Regions from separate parts of the Mus musculus genome. Here all the other regions are linked to region 1. The links are chromatin contacts, called in public Hi-C and HiChIP or PLAC-seq maps. All regions are on one chromosome and are shown on one strand. Each heading gives the region's core, a stretch centred on a gene start, on an enhancer-like site or on the middle of the called end of the contact. The rest is flanking DNA. Distances are from core to core; before and after follow the strand shown.

Region 1 (4,506 bases), core at 1,129-3,628:
TCTCCTGATGATTCATGCCACGGATGGTAAAATTCAATGCCTGTCTATGCAGTCAGTCAGAAGCGACATCCCAAGTTGGATCTCTTCACTTAAGAGGCTCGTGGATGATTTAAAGGATCCGAGGGTATATTTTAGAGGCAGGATACTTAGAAAGAGAAGAAAAACACAAATAAGTAGGTTAGTTAGTTCAGAGCTGTTGATAATTTTGGATGAAGGTAAAAAACATTGATTTGAAAGGAAATTTTGCATTTCTTTCATTTATGAAGGTAAGAAACTACTAAAAATTTTTGTTACCAAAAGAAGCAATAGTTGTCACTATAGTTGTTACATGTATCTTTAAATAACATACCTAACCTCATTTGAATTTTTTTCTTCAGCCTTTTATCTAGTTCAGACTAGTTTTAAACCCAATATTCTCCAGTCTCTGTTTTAGCTTCATGGTGAGATTCCAGTCAGTCACCAGCCCTGGCCCTTTATCTTCCTTTGAAAGAATGTTTCTAGAGCTTTCTGATTTGCTGTGCTAAGATCACACCTAACTCAGAGATGCCATTAAGGGCACAGGGTGGCTCCCATGCCAAGATGAGAAGGGCTGTGTCATTACTGTATTTCTGTGGCATACACTCACTTTCAAAGCACTTCGATAATCACATTTCAGTGCACTTGATCCCTTTGGCAATCCTACCCACCTAACTGTGTGCCCTGACAAACAGTATTTTGCGAAGTTATCTGTGATGGAAAGTGCATAAAAAGTACATCTTCTGGGACTTTGAAAGAGCAATTGTTCAGCTGTCTATCAGACAGTGGATACATCCCAGAGTCCCTTAGGGCTGGTCACAGATGTGTGGAACAGGAAGATCTCTTTCTTTTCCCTTTGGTGAGGGGCCAGGTACAAACCGGCATCTGCTTTTCCTTAATGGTTGGTTACAAAACAGAAACCTGGCCTGATGTGCCAGCATCTGCTGGTAATCCTCACGAGGGCAAGGCAAGAGAGCCTCAAATCTGAGGTCACCTCGAGCTGCAATAACAAAACACTGTCAGAAAAGGATGGTCCCCGGGAACTGACTGTGTAGCTTCTGCAAACATTGCAGGTGGGAATTAAGCACTGGGAACAATTAGGAACTGATTTCAAGTTATACCCAGTAGCTGTCGCAATCTCAACGAGTGCCCTCCCTCTTTATATTTTTATAAGTGTATATCAATAAGTATTAAAATGAAAAGGGAGAAAGAAGAGAAAATTGATTAGTACTCCAGTGAGTCCCGAGTTTGTGGTGTTTTAGTCTAAAATCTTTTTTTTTTTTTTTGGTTTTTTTTTTTTCGAGACAGGGTTTCTTTGTGTAGCCCTGGCTGTTCTGGAACTCACTCTGTAGACCAAGCTGGCCTCAAACTCAGAAATCCACCCGCCTCTGCCTCCCAAGTGCAGGGATTAAAGGTGTGCGTCACCACACCTGGCTATAAATCTTAATATAAAAGGATGTAATTCCAACTCTAACTTCTTATATAAGACCTGTCCAGAACCACTTTTTTCCCATCTAAAAGAAGAAAAAAAAGGAAAGGAATATTTAAAATGTCTGAACGAGAGAGATGTCTCAGCACTAAGAACACTGGCTGTATTTCCTGGTGTAGTGGGCACCCTTTTCTGACCTATGTGGATACCAGGCATGAATGTGGTGCATATACTTACATGCAAGCAAAACAACCATGCATATGAAATAAAGAACTAAGGCAAAACATATTACTCTAGGCAGGGCCTTGAGTGGCCCAAGAACTTGGCATATGGAGGTAGACAGATCAGAAGTTCCCTACCAGCCTGGACCACATGAGACCTTATGTTCAAAACAATAAGAACATTTAAAAGTACAATTTTAATAGATTTCATATATATATATAATATACTTTCTGTGTTGTTTAATAATTACTATCTAAATATATTTTATATTTAAATATAGAAATGTTATACACACGTATGTGTAATAACAAAACTAGTGTATGACTGTAGATATGGCTCAGTACTAGCCTAATATGAACAAAGTCCTGAGTTTGTTTCCTAGCTTCTCAAAGCCAAAATTATACACAACAGAGGGGGAAAGTATCCTCAAACACCAGGCCAAAACAGCAAAAAGCAAGCCCAAACTTAACTAAATTAAGGGAACTCCGCAGAGGCCACCCTAAAGTTTTCAGGGAGCTGAGCAGGTGCAGCTGCGCGAGGATCGGAGGCTTGGCGGGGTGTTTGTGAAAGGAATCAAGTTCAGTTGGGTTCCCACGCGGGCATGTGCGGATGTGCTCCGAGGACGAGGCGCCGGGCGGAGCCTGGGCTGCAGAGCCGGCGCTCGGGGCGGGGATCGGGCGCGGCTCCGCGCTCGGGGCGGGGAGCTGGCCCAGCGTCCGGAGCTGCTCGGTCAGGCCCGAGCCAGACGGCGGGCCGGTCCCGCACCATGGGCCGGATGGTGGCTCTGAGTTTGCTGGGCATCGGGCTGGCGCTGCTGGGCGAGCGGTTCCTAGCGCTCAGGTAGGTGCTGCCGAGGGTCCCGGGTCGGGAGTCCCTAGGCTGGGACCGCCGAGCTGATTGGGGCGCTCGCGCGGCGGGTGGGAGGGGGTGAGAGGGGGGGAGGTAACTGGAGAGAGAGCTTGTTTAGTTCGGGGGGGGGGGGGGACCGGATGGAAGGAAGAACTTCGGATAGCTACCGGTGCTCCGTTTAACCGACCCAGTCCACTTCCACCAAGACCTAGACACTTTGGGAAAAAGTTTTCCAGCGCTTGCTGGTGCCGAGGTTCCTCTGCCTAGGCTGACAAGAGAGAGCTTTGCAAATTCCCCAAGGGCAAACCCAGTGCTTTAATTTGAAAACAAAACCATTACTCATGCGTGGACGCTCTAATTATACAGCTTCATTTTAGGTCACTGGTGCTGTTCTGCTCAGCCGGAACCCATCCCTCCCCAGCATTAATAGTTGGTGAAACTTCAGGGTTTCCGTCTTGGCGCTGGAGATCAAAGACGCTTGAGAGAGACAGCTACTGTTCTTACATCATTTCCTTATTTATTGACCAGAGTCCCAGAAGCAGAGCGAGCGATTGTTTGTTCTGGGTAGACATCATACTTTCAAGTTACCAATTCAAACTTTATAAACTTCTTGCAAAAGTGTTCCGGAACAGTAGTACTCAGCTCCTTATAGGGTTAAAGAGAAAAGACAGTCTTCTGTAGGCGTTCTGGGAGGCAACGTAGACTCAGATGAGGAAGGCGGGCAAGTCTGAAGGGTGTGCTTCACACTGGGCCTCTCTCTAATAGGCAAAAGGGAAGCGCCGGCACTCATTGGTTGTTTAGCAGCAAACTGCTATGAGTCTTGCATTGTACAAATAAGCCCGAAGGGCACAGCAACGGGGCCTGGATATTGGGATCTCCCGGAGTCTTGACGTCCAAGTAGCACCATGTGAAACATTCTAATTCAGTTGGTTCTGATAGGGCATCGGCCTTGGGTTTTGGGTGCTTTTCTAAATTTTAAATGAATTCTTGGTTTTGAGACGAAGTCTCACTGTGTATCCTCTGTTTTGAAGCTCAGTCTGGTCTCAAAACTCAGGATTCTTTGGTCTCCTGACTTCTGCTATTATAGGCACACGCCAGCATGACAGTCAGATTTCCTTCTCTTCTCTTCTCTTCTCTTCTCTTCTCTTCTCTTCTCTTCTCTTCTCTTCTCTTCTCTCCTCTCCTCTCCTCTCCTCTCCTCTCCTCCCCTCTCCTCCCCTCTCCTCTTCTTTCTTCCTTTTATCTTTTTTTTTTTTATTTTTAACGTTTATATCTTTGCTAATAATGTGCAGTGTAGCTCAGGGACAGAGCACTTGCCCAGAATGCACGAAGCTTGGGATTCTAGCCCCAGCACCACACTACAAAATCACAACACGAAGCACACCCCTCTCTTAGCAATCCTCTTGTACAGTATGCATTAAGCATTGAGAGATGCTGGACTAGGCATGGGGAAAGCACTTTGGGAATGATAAAGGAGACCCAGACTGCATCCCCAAGAATGAGAGTCAAATCAAAGTATAGCACATCTTGCAAGGCAATTCCAGTGTCCCATAGCTGCAGCTTCACTTAGAAGAAGGCCCTGTGAGAAGTGGACATGGTGGGAGCACTGCAACAGGGAGAAAGTCAGCCTTATGCCTGTGCCAGGGAATGGCAATGTGGCTTCATTGTCATGGCACGGAAATGCTTCTGCTCCTGTAGACTCTCCACACATTGGATGGGTCGGGCTAGCCTTTGTTTTTAATCGATAAATAATAAACACACATACTTATGGGCTAAGGTGTTATATATAACGAGATCTGCAGTGATTACCACAGCAGTCACCGTAAGCACTTGCTTTTTCTTTGAGATGAGAATGTTAAGCATTCTTTCTTCCTGGTTTGAAGCATACACTACTATTAGCTCACGTCACTGCACTGCCTGTCTTCTAATCAGACCATTCTGCCCTTTGGCCAGTCTCGCTGCCGCCAATGGCTCGGCCTTATCCTTGAGTA
Region 2 (4,506 bases), core at 1,171-3,670, 3.0 Mb before region 1:
TACAGTACTCAGTATTCTTTTATAGAGATGCTCTGAGATCCATGTTCATGGCTGCTCTATTGACAATAGCTCGGAAATGGAATCATCCCGAATGTCCAGCTACCAATGAACAAATATGTATACATATACGTACACATATACACAATACATATACATATACACAATACATATACACAATGGAGTTGTATTCAGCTATACAGAAAAAAATGAGATTATGAATTTTACAAAAAAAATAAAGGGGCTGGAAAATATTATTATAGTGAATGAGGTAACCCAGGCCAAGGAAGACAAACATTGTGTCCTCTCTCACATATGGATCCTAGTTTTAAGGTTTTAGATTTGTGTGCTTACATTTGTGGTATCTTTAGAGGTCAGGAAGCTACAAAAGGCCAAAGATGGCTACAGAGAAATTTCAAGGAGTGTAAGAGATAGTAGAACATGTGAGCTATAAAAGTAGTTCATTGGAGGAGAATACTGGGGGGTGAAAGGCTTAAGTGGAGATGGGAACACGAGGTTGGGCTAACCAAGACTAAGGATGTATAAAGAGGTCTCAGGAAAACCTACTACTTTGTAAGCTAATTGAAAAGTTTAACTGGTTTTAAAAGGAAATTTAAATGGGAATACCCTGCATGGGAAAAGAATGCTTCCCCTAAAGGCATGAGCTACTAAACAAAAATCTCAGGGCTGAAAGGCTGTGATATACCTCCCTAGAGTTCTTGAGAAGGATGACCCAAAGGCACACAAACAACACGATTTTCTACAATGCTCCGAGCTGTCCACCACAACTAGATGGTAAGAACCTATGTCTGGAGACAGGGTACCATTTGCTTGCAGCACACAGATAAAGCAAACTAGACCTGAACTGGGAACTTACTTCTTGCTGGTTACTTTTCACTGAACTAAAAGGGTGCTATGCACCAGGGTAGAAAACGCAGTGCTATATCATGAATGCCTCAATACCGACTTGCCAGCACCCAAAGGAAATGCAGCCCACAACTAAGGAAAAAAATTTTAAACTTGTTTTAATCACAACAGAATTAAGACACACATATTAAATGTCACATGAACACTAAGGAGAGCTAACAATCGTTTAAATAGGGGAGATTGGATTTCACTCTTAAATAGATGGAACCAGATCTTTGTATTTTATTACTTAAGGCAGCAACAGCAGGCTACATTGGAACTGAATTATTGGAACTGAGTTATTAGCCCTGAATTTGAAGGTTAATAAGTCTTTGGCTTTAGAAAAATCCAGACACTGTTCCACATAATTATGAGACGCAATTAAAATTATGTTTTAATTTCTGCAACCTCTTTTGAAGGTATTTTTATGTGCGTTCATTTTGAAATTTCTCAGTACCAATCCCTTGCTGGTGAAATTACTAAAATCAACAGCCACCAGCATCCAGTCATTTTCTGAACCAGAAACACATCCGACAATTTTCTTCAAATCTTGGAATAAACTGTCTTTCAGACAGCCAGCTCTGAGTACTTCGGGGAACTAGATATAGTATTACAACCCAAAATTAGAGTTATCTAGCACCTTACAAAGCAGTCAACCCCTCATTTGCAGAAAGAGAAAATGTGACGCCAGTGGAGGAGCACTAGCTTGGGTCCAACAGCTGGTGAAGCCTGTCATCTCTAGTCCTTCCCGGGGGTCCTCCTCTACCGGAGCCCCAATGCACGCCAGCACCCAGGAGGTGAGGAAATGGACACCTCCACACCGCCAAGGCTAGCAAAAGGTCCAAGGTAAAGAGAGGGGCAGCACCTCTTGCTGCCAGTGGGTAAAGCAGGCAGGTCCGTTACACAACGTCTCCTAGCAACAACCTCCTGAGGGAGGGGTAAAGACTGACGATGGTTCTCTACAGGTAGAACTGGCTCAAAAATAAAAACCCCAAACCCCAGGTTAGGCACGCACCCGCGCCACCCGCGCAAAAGCTGGCAACTGTCAGTGCCCGCACCGCGGCATTCCGGGACCAGGAGCCCGACTCCGCCCACCACCCCGACGGTTCAGCCCTCGGGAGGAGAGAGGCGCGGAGATCCAGACACCTCCCGCAAGAAAGCTACCTGAGACTCCGCCGCAGCCCGCAGCTCGCCACCCACCACGGTCCTTCAGCTTACTTCCGGGGTCAAGTCGACGTTCGGCCGCTCCAGATCCCGGGTCCCAGGCCTCAGCCCCCGCCCCTCTAAGTCCCGCCTCCACTGCCCGCCGGGTTTCGGCCCCAGTGACTTCCGGAACGCCGCGCGTCACTAGGCAGTCTACCAGTACTTCCGGAAGCCTTGAGCCCCTCCGCCAGCCCGGTGCGAGCGAACCAGATGCTCCCGTGGATTTGATTGGTGGGTCTGGAGCGTACGTCTCCTCTGATTGGTGTTCGGGAAATCTGCCCGGGTTGGCGCGGCCGCCCGCTGGGCGTCAATCATTTTCTGCTTTCCTGCGGGTTGCGAGTGTTGGCGGCAGAATCATGGAGGACATAATGCAGCTCCCCAAAGCGCGCGTCAACGCCAGCATGTTACCACAGTATATCGACCGGCCCGTGTGCTTCGTGGGGAAGCTGGAAAAGGTGCATGCGGGTTCGGGCGAGAGGACGGGACCACGGCCACTCGGGAAGGACTGCGGGGTCGGGAGCTGAGGCTGGGAGCAGGTCACCTTTAAGCAGCATTGCCCTCCAGCTTGCTGTAGTTTTCACAAGAAGAGCTTGTGGAAACTGCTAAGCCATTGCAGCAACATTTTGGTGCCGCTTCTTTTATGTCCCCAAAACTGTTTGGAATGACCTTTTAGATCCAAGCGCTCCGCGCCCCCTTTCTTTATTTACCAGGAAGGTATTTACAAACCTGGCTCCTCTGTCTGTTGTTCGAGTTTTTGTTTTAGCCAGACTTAGCTTCTTGCTTCCCTGTCTTTTGCAGCCGTCTCTATTTATGGGCCTAGTTTTTCTACTTTGCAGTCGTCTCCCTATGAAACATTTCTTGATAGCCCCTCCCATATTCTATAGATACCTTGTATCTAGCCCAGTCTTAGATTGCAGCCTCGTCCTTCCTATAGGTAAAAATTAAGCCCAAAGGCCCAGAAATTGAGAGTGCCGAGGGAAAGAAAATCCTCTGTAAGGACTTACCTGCTAGGTCATTTCATTCACACATTTTCTAAGGGAAAAGAATTTCTAACTAAACAGGTAGGCTGACTGAGCTGCTCAAACCTCACATCGAGTGGCAGAGCTCAGTTTCAAGGGAAGTCTTCCTCAGATCTGGCAACCAGTTCTTTTAGATCATCGTTCTTAATTTTAAAAGAAAGTATTCTGAGCCGGGCGGTGGTGGCGCACGCCTTTAATCCCAGCACTCGGGAGGCAGAGGCAGGTGAATTTCTGAGTTCGAGCCCAGCCTGGTCTACAGAGTGAGTTCCAGGACAGCCAGGGCTATACTGAGAAACCCTGTCTCGAAAACAAACAAACAAACAACCCCTCAAAAAGAAGGTATTCTGTGAGATGTACTAAATCAAGAATGTTGGCAGAATTTCATTAGACAGTGAAAGCCTCGTTTAGTTTTAGTGTACCAAGTGTCTTTTGCAAATAAAAGAAACCACACAAAACACTAAGCAAATATTTGTTGTTTATTAGAAATTCAAAATTAACTGGGCTTACAATCATCTGATCAGGTAATAAGATTATAACTTGAACCAAATAAACTGTCCAAAACCCCTATTACTTTATATTCAACCAAATGAAACTTCAGGGAATCTTTTAAATATTCATTTCTGTAGATTCTGTTTTCTAAATCTATGGCTTTTTGTCTTGATTTCCTTTTTTAGATTCATCCCACTGGAAAAATGTTTATTCTTTCAGATGGAGAAGGAAAAAATGGAACCATTGAATTGATGGAGCCAGTATGTTTTAAGTGATATGCTCTCATATTTAATTTTTTGGGGTTTCTTATTATTTCTGATTTGGGGGTGGAAATGTGAAGATTACACTTGTATAACTTTAAAAATCAAATTCATGCTCTCATATTTTGTCTTATTTCCATTTCTAAACTTTAGTGATTCTTAGGGCTCCAACATTTCTGAAAGTGTCCCTTAAGTATTGGTTGGATAACAATTTTTATTCCTTAAAAAAAAAATCCAAAAAATACATGTGAAAAATTTTTTAAACTGCTTCTTCCATAATCACAAGCCTGGCCTTCAAGAGCTGGCCCCAGGTGTGTTCCTCCTGCTTCATACTAAGTGGCATTGCTAGTCAGTTTTATTTTCTATGTTTAATTTTCATATATATATATATATATATATATATATATATATATATATTCATGCATATTTTTATATTTCTAAATTTTTTAAAGTTTTATGTTTAATGTGCTTAAAACATCTTTGATATTTTATGCCGACAAATCCATATACTATTTGGTTACTTGATATAGAACATGTAAGATTTATCCACAGTTCTTCTCGGTGAGTTTTTAAACAAATAAGGAGGTCTGTTTACAGGAACTCTGAACATCCTCGGAGTCTTTTAATGTCTT
Region 3 (4,506 bases), core at 1,005-3,504, 2.5 Mb before region 1:
CCCAGTCAAGAGAACTTTGAAAATGTGCATTTCTCACAAGTTCCCTGCTTGCAGAGCTACACAGAGACGATGCCTTGTGATCACAGGGGCAGAGGCTGGGGTGGTGTAAAAGAAAGCAAAGGACACCCTTAGACACAGAGCTTGCAGTAACGGTAGATTCTAGAACCTCTGGAGCAGTGCAGCTTTGCCAGCGTCTCAAATGGGCCGTTGTTGGTAGCCTCAGAAAACTAACATAGCAAACAAGAATGCAAGTGGCCACACGGAGTTCTATATATTTCAATTCATCCATAGTCAAGATGTGCTTCAGCAGACAGCTTTCATTGTAAAAACAGTCAGATTTCCAAATCCAGAGTCTCTTTAATACTGCCTCCCCAGGCCCTTACTACACTTCATACTGCAGGTGCAAGATAATTTGTTTTAAGTTTCTGTTTGGTGTCTCCACCTTCAAATGGGACTCCCTGATTCATAAAGAACAGCTTCCTGTTTCACACCTAACAGGAAAAAAAAAAAAAAAAACAGTTGCAGCTGAGTGACTTACACCGCCCCACCCCCAACACCAGGTGGGGAGTGACATTTCAATTATATGCAAAAAATTAAGTACACTTTATCATTTGTTTCTTATTGGATTGAAAGATAAAAGGCCAACTTCACATTTTATGCAGCAAGTCTTGTTTTCTTTAAGCGAATAAAACCAAAGTATAATGACCAACGTATATATGAATCTCACCACTTGGCATGTTAATTTAAATTTTTAATTTTTAAAAAGACCTTAGTCCCACCAGATTTGGTAATTAAAAACATGTATCTTTCTTTTATTTCAAGCTAGTTGTTAAAATCTCAAAGTCCTTTTAAAATATCTGTACCGAAAAGCCAACTTTTGAATGTAATAGGTAAACAGGAGCATTAAGGTAACAATTTCAATTCACATTTGATTCATAAATAAATTGCAACAAAATTCCAACCACTACTTTCACCAAAGATTTGACTTTATATTATCATGAGTTTATAGTTAAGCTGAATAACACAATTTTCATTTCAGCAAAATCAACACACAAGCAATATACAGCACATACTTTTGAATACAATTAGCCAAACATTAACTCATTATATGTACTTTTAAACTGCTTGATATTAAAGTTATCCACAACTGTAGGCTGATTTTTTTTTTAAGAGCACAATGTAGGGAGAGGGAGTTTAAGTGGGAAATGACCACAAAGCATTTGTAAACTGCTGAGTCCTGAGTAAAAAGATAGAGGAAAACATAAATTTCAAGAAAATCTGAAACACTAAAGTTAGTTGTCCACTAATGCTGACTTTTCAGTGAGTCATACTTGCCTTCCTAAGTCAGTTTTACTGAACATATGGTGAAAAGAGTTAACTGTTTGGTAACTTCAAACCTTATATTCATTTAAACTGGACAAAAATATATACTACAGCTGGCAGAAATGCTATACAATGCTTAGAGCACACAATATCGTGTGCACAAGGCTCGTCTGACATTTATCTGATAAGGAACTGGAAAATTGTACCGTTTATAAATACCTTCTAAAAACTCAAGTTTCCACTTCCAAATCCAAACTTCCACCAGAATCAAACAACTTGTAGTGTGCACAGCATTTTTTTCTTGGCACCAGGCTGAGCTATCTGTGGTCTATCCTCAACTTCCTGCAAATTACCAAACTTCTGTCCCTTCCGCGTTGCCTACTCAGTCTGAAGCACTGAAGTTCTAACTTTGTAACTTTTTAACTCAGAATACATCTTTTGACAGTATGTACTAAAAGGAAATACCGTGAATACAAAGATCTAGATTGGAAAAAAAAAATTTTTTTTCCAGGAAGTAAGGGATCTTAGAATATTCTAAGTCCCACGCCACTAGTAAGAAGTGTGGACAGAGCTCAAAAGCATTAATCCCCGATCCTCACTCTTAAATTAGTTAATTTAGAAGAGTATCTATCTAAAGTCAAAGCACTTTGTTTAACTAGCCAACATCTAGGAAAGCCATCACACTTTGTTACCAAAGGAAAAAGAAAAAACAAAAAACATTTTTTTTTTAAATCCTGCGCGTAGCAAGCCCCCAACACACCTGGCTGGTTCACTCAGTCAACGAAGGGCAGGGAAAGTTCCAACCATAACCGACCAGCTCCAGACAAAGCTGACGGTCCAACGGCGGCGGGCACTCGGGACTGTTGCGGCCGGAAGGTGCCCGCACCTGAGTGCACACAGCTGGCGGGCGCCGGGCGCGCGGAGGCCCGGGGCGGGGCGGCGGGCAGGACCGCTCGGCGCTGGCCCGCCCCGGGCGCCTCGGGCCGGACACGCCGGGCCGCGGAGAGCGCGAGGGTGGCCGCTCGCCCGCCGCCCGAGACACCTGTTTGGCCGCGCCGGCGCGGACGGGGACGCGGACCCGGGCGGCGTTCCCGAACCCTCAGTCGCCCTGCCGCCGGCAGCCGAGCCCCTGGACCCGCAGCCCTCGGGCGCCTCCGCCCGCCGTCCCTGACATCAGCCCCGGCTCCCTCTCGCCCCTCCCGGAGGCGGGGAGGAGGACGACCCCCCACCCGCGACCTTCGCTGCCCTGGCCCGCCGCAGCACGGGCAGGGGCCGCTAGCCTGGGCCGCCCGCGGCCGCCCAGATCATCTCCCGGCGGCGGCGGCGGCGGCGGCGGCCGAGGCGGGCCCGGCGCGCGCTCCTGCCGCTCGCTCCCGCCGCTCGCTCCGCCCCTCCCGACCGCGCGGCCTGGACCACGGCCCGCCTACTGCGCAGCCGCCACCCAGGGGTCTCGGAGATGCTGACGTCCCGGCTGCAGCAGCTGCAGCAGCAGCAGCAGCCCCGGGGAAGGGCGGGGCCTGGGCAGAGTGGGCGGGGACACCGCGACCTGCGGATGCGGGGATTGGCCGCCGGGTGTTTGCCCCGCCCTCCTGCGGAGTGGGCTGGGAAGTCCCGGCTTCCCCGAGCTCAGGGTTTTTTTAGCCCCCTTCTGGTGAGGTTGAGTGTTCTAATTCTCTCAGGAAAGCAGAAAGCGAAATTAGCAGGGAGTACAAGTAAAGAACTGCCTTTTAAACTGTTGTCTGTGGAACAAACCTCAACGTCACGCTGACCTCTAACCCAATCTTAGCCCCCCCCCCCTTTTTTTTTGCCTCTTTTCCTTTCACAGCATTCCTCTATCCTTAATAACAAGAGATTTGGCATAATGAAGAGTGCTCTGTAACCAGATGTGTGCCTCAGAAGAACAGAGAACTCATATAGTGACAACGGACAGAAAGCCTCTTGGAGGAATGTGTGTAATGGCATTTTACTTCTGTTCTGCTATGGCAAATACTTAAGAGTTTTACAAACTCAGCGGGGAGTGGTGGTGCACGCCTAGCACTCGGGAGTTGGAGGCCAGCCTGGTCTAATAAGTGAGTTCCGGGACAGCCAGGGCTATACAGAGAAACCCTGTCTTGAAAAACCAAAAAAAAAAAAAAAAAAAAAAGAGAGAGAGAGAGAGTTTTACAAACTCGTCTGCTCTGCTTTGGCAAAGGTCCTGTGTACCAAGAAGCTATCTTTGTGGCAGCAACGGAAGTGGGTTGCCACCTGGTGAGGCAGCAGGGAGTGGAAGTAAGATCTAGAGACCTTAACCATCATCTGCAAGGCCAGGCCCCCGGATGGAAACACTGTGCCCTGCTTGATAAATGTTCAAACTATGCAGTTCTGAGCACACCACAGCATAGCTATTAAAAGTGAGGGTTTTGGAATAAGACATTTAAGCTTTATCTGAATCCACTTTCTGCCTCTACTATTATAGATGCTAAGTTGTAAAGAACAGGTATATTCTGGTTATGATTGTAGACAAGGAGCTGTGTGTGGTGATTTTTGTTTATTAAGTCGTGAACCAGCCAGATATCACGGCAGGAAACAGAAAGCATATTGGAGACCTAGCCGAACTCGATTTTATATCAGTCACTGAATAGCCCATTCATTCATTAATCCATTAGTCACAAGAAAGAATTGAGCCGTTCATCGTCGTTCATTCGGTAAGTAAGGGGAGAGTCCTAACAAAATCAACACTTTTACTTAGCCTCACCCTCTAACACATGATAATCGAGATCAGAGTCTGGGGAAGAAAAGCCACATTCCAACCATAGTAGGCTGGGATCTAGGTGATGAACCAATTCATTGTGTGTAGTTTTAGGAAGCTACTGAACGGCACCAATAAATCCCCCCCCCTCAAAAAAAATTCTTCCAAAGGAAGTTTAAAACTTGAAACAAAGCTAGGGATTTGAATTCAAAGGTCTCCTTTTCAGATGAGAAAATTGAGGAAAGAATGAGAAACTGATAGGACAGGCCAGAAAAGAAGAACAGGTGAGTGCCCTTTCTCTGGTCCATGGCCCTCCAACTTCTCTCCCAGACATCCTTAGCTCCATCCTTCTCTTTTTCTCAGCTCCTGCTCAGGCTTAACTCCACCACACACAGACAAAAAAAAAAAAATTGCCATGCATAAATGTAAAAGAAAACTGCCTGGAAGTCCAAGTG

The links. Hi-C and Micro-C count contacts between places; a contact is called where the count stands out from the background. HiChIP or PLAC-seq counts read pairs in DNA pulled down with a chosen protein or histone mark.
Region 2: an H3K27ac HiChIP or PLAC-seq map of thymic regulatory T cells shows a contact between it and region 1, with 22 times the contacts expected there. The contact joins the promoter of Rpa3 here to the promoter of Pon2 in region 1. A contact is called at or near these places in 1 of 484 Hi-C or Micro-C datasets (B cells) and 1 of 115 datasets of contacts at active chromatin or transcription factors (thymic regulatory T cells).
Region 3: a Hi-C map of B cells shows a contact between it and region 1, with 6 read pairs. The contact joins the promoter of C1galt1 here to the promoter of Pon2 in region 1. A contact is called at or near these places in 1 of 39 promoter capture datasets (pre-B cells), 1 of 484 Hi-C or Micro-C datasets (B cells), 2 of 115 datasets of contacts at active chromatin or transcription factors (astrocytes and double positive thymocytes) and 1 of 9 other capture datasets (adipose tissue).

What each region holds. Positions count from the first base shown.
Region 1 is chr6:5,296,212-5,300,717 of GRCm38.p6, reverse strand. Pon2 (paraoxonase 2) reads left to right here and starts at 2,378. Exons shown (of 9, transcript NM_183308.3): 1 at 2,378-2,506. The coding sequence starts at 2,433. Gm52887 (a long non-coding RNA gene) reads right to left here and starts at 431. Exons shown (of 4, transcript XR_003956397.1): 1 at 1-431.
Region 2 is chr6:8,257,055-8,261,560 of GRCm38.p6, reverse strand. It overlaps Rpa3 (replication protein A3), which reads left to right and starts at 2,420. Exons shown (of 4, transcript NM_026632.4): 1 at 2,420-2,561; 2 at 3,800-3,874. The coding sequence starts at 2,463. Umad1 (UMAP1-MVP12 associated (UMA) domain containing 1) reads right to left here and starts at 2,273. Exons shown (of 4, transcript NM_001302354.1): 1 at 2,068-2,273.
Region 3 is chr6:7,842,972-7,847,477 of GRCm38.p6, reverse strand. C1galt1 (core 1 synthase, glycoprotein-N-acetylgalactosamine 3-beta-galactosyltransferase, 1) reads right to left here and starts at 2,254. Exons shown (of 4, transcript NM_052993.3): 1 at 2,084-2,254.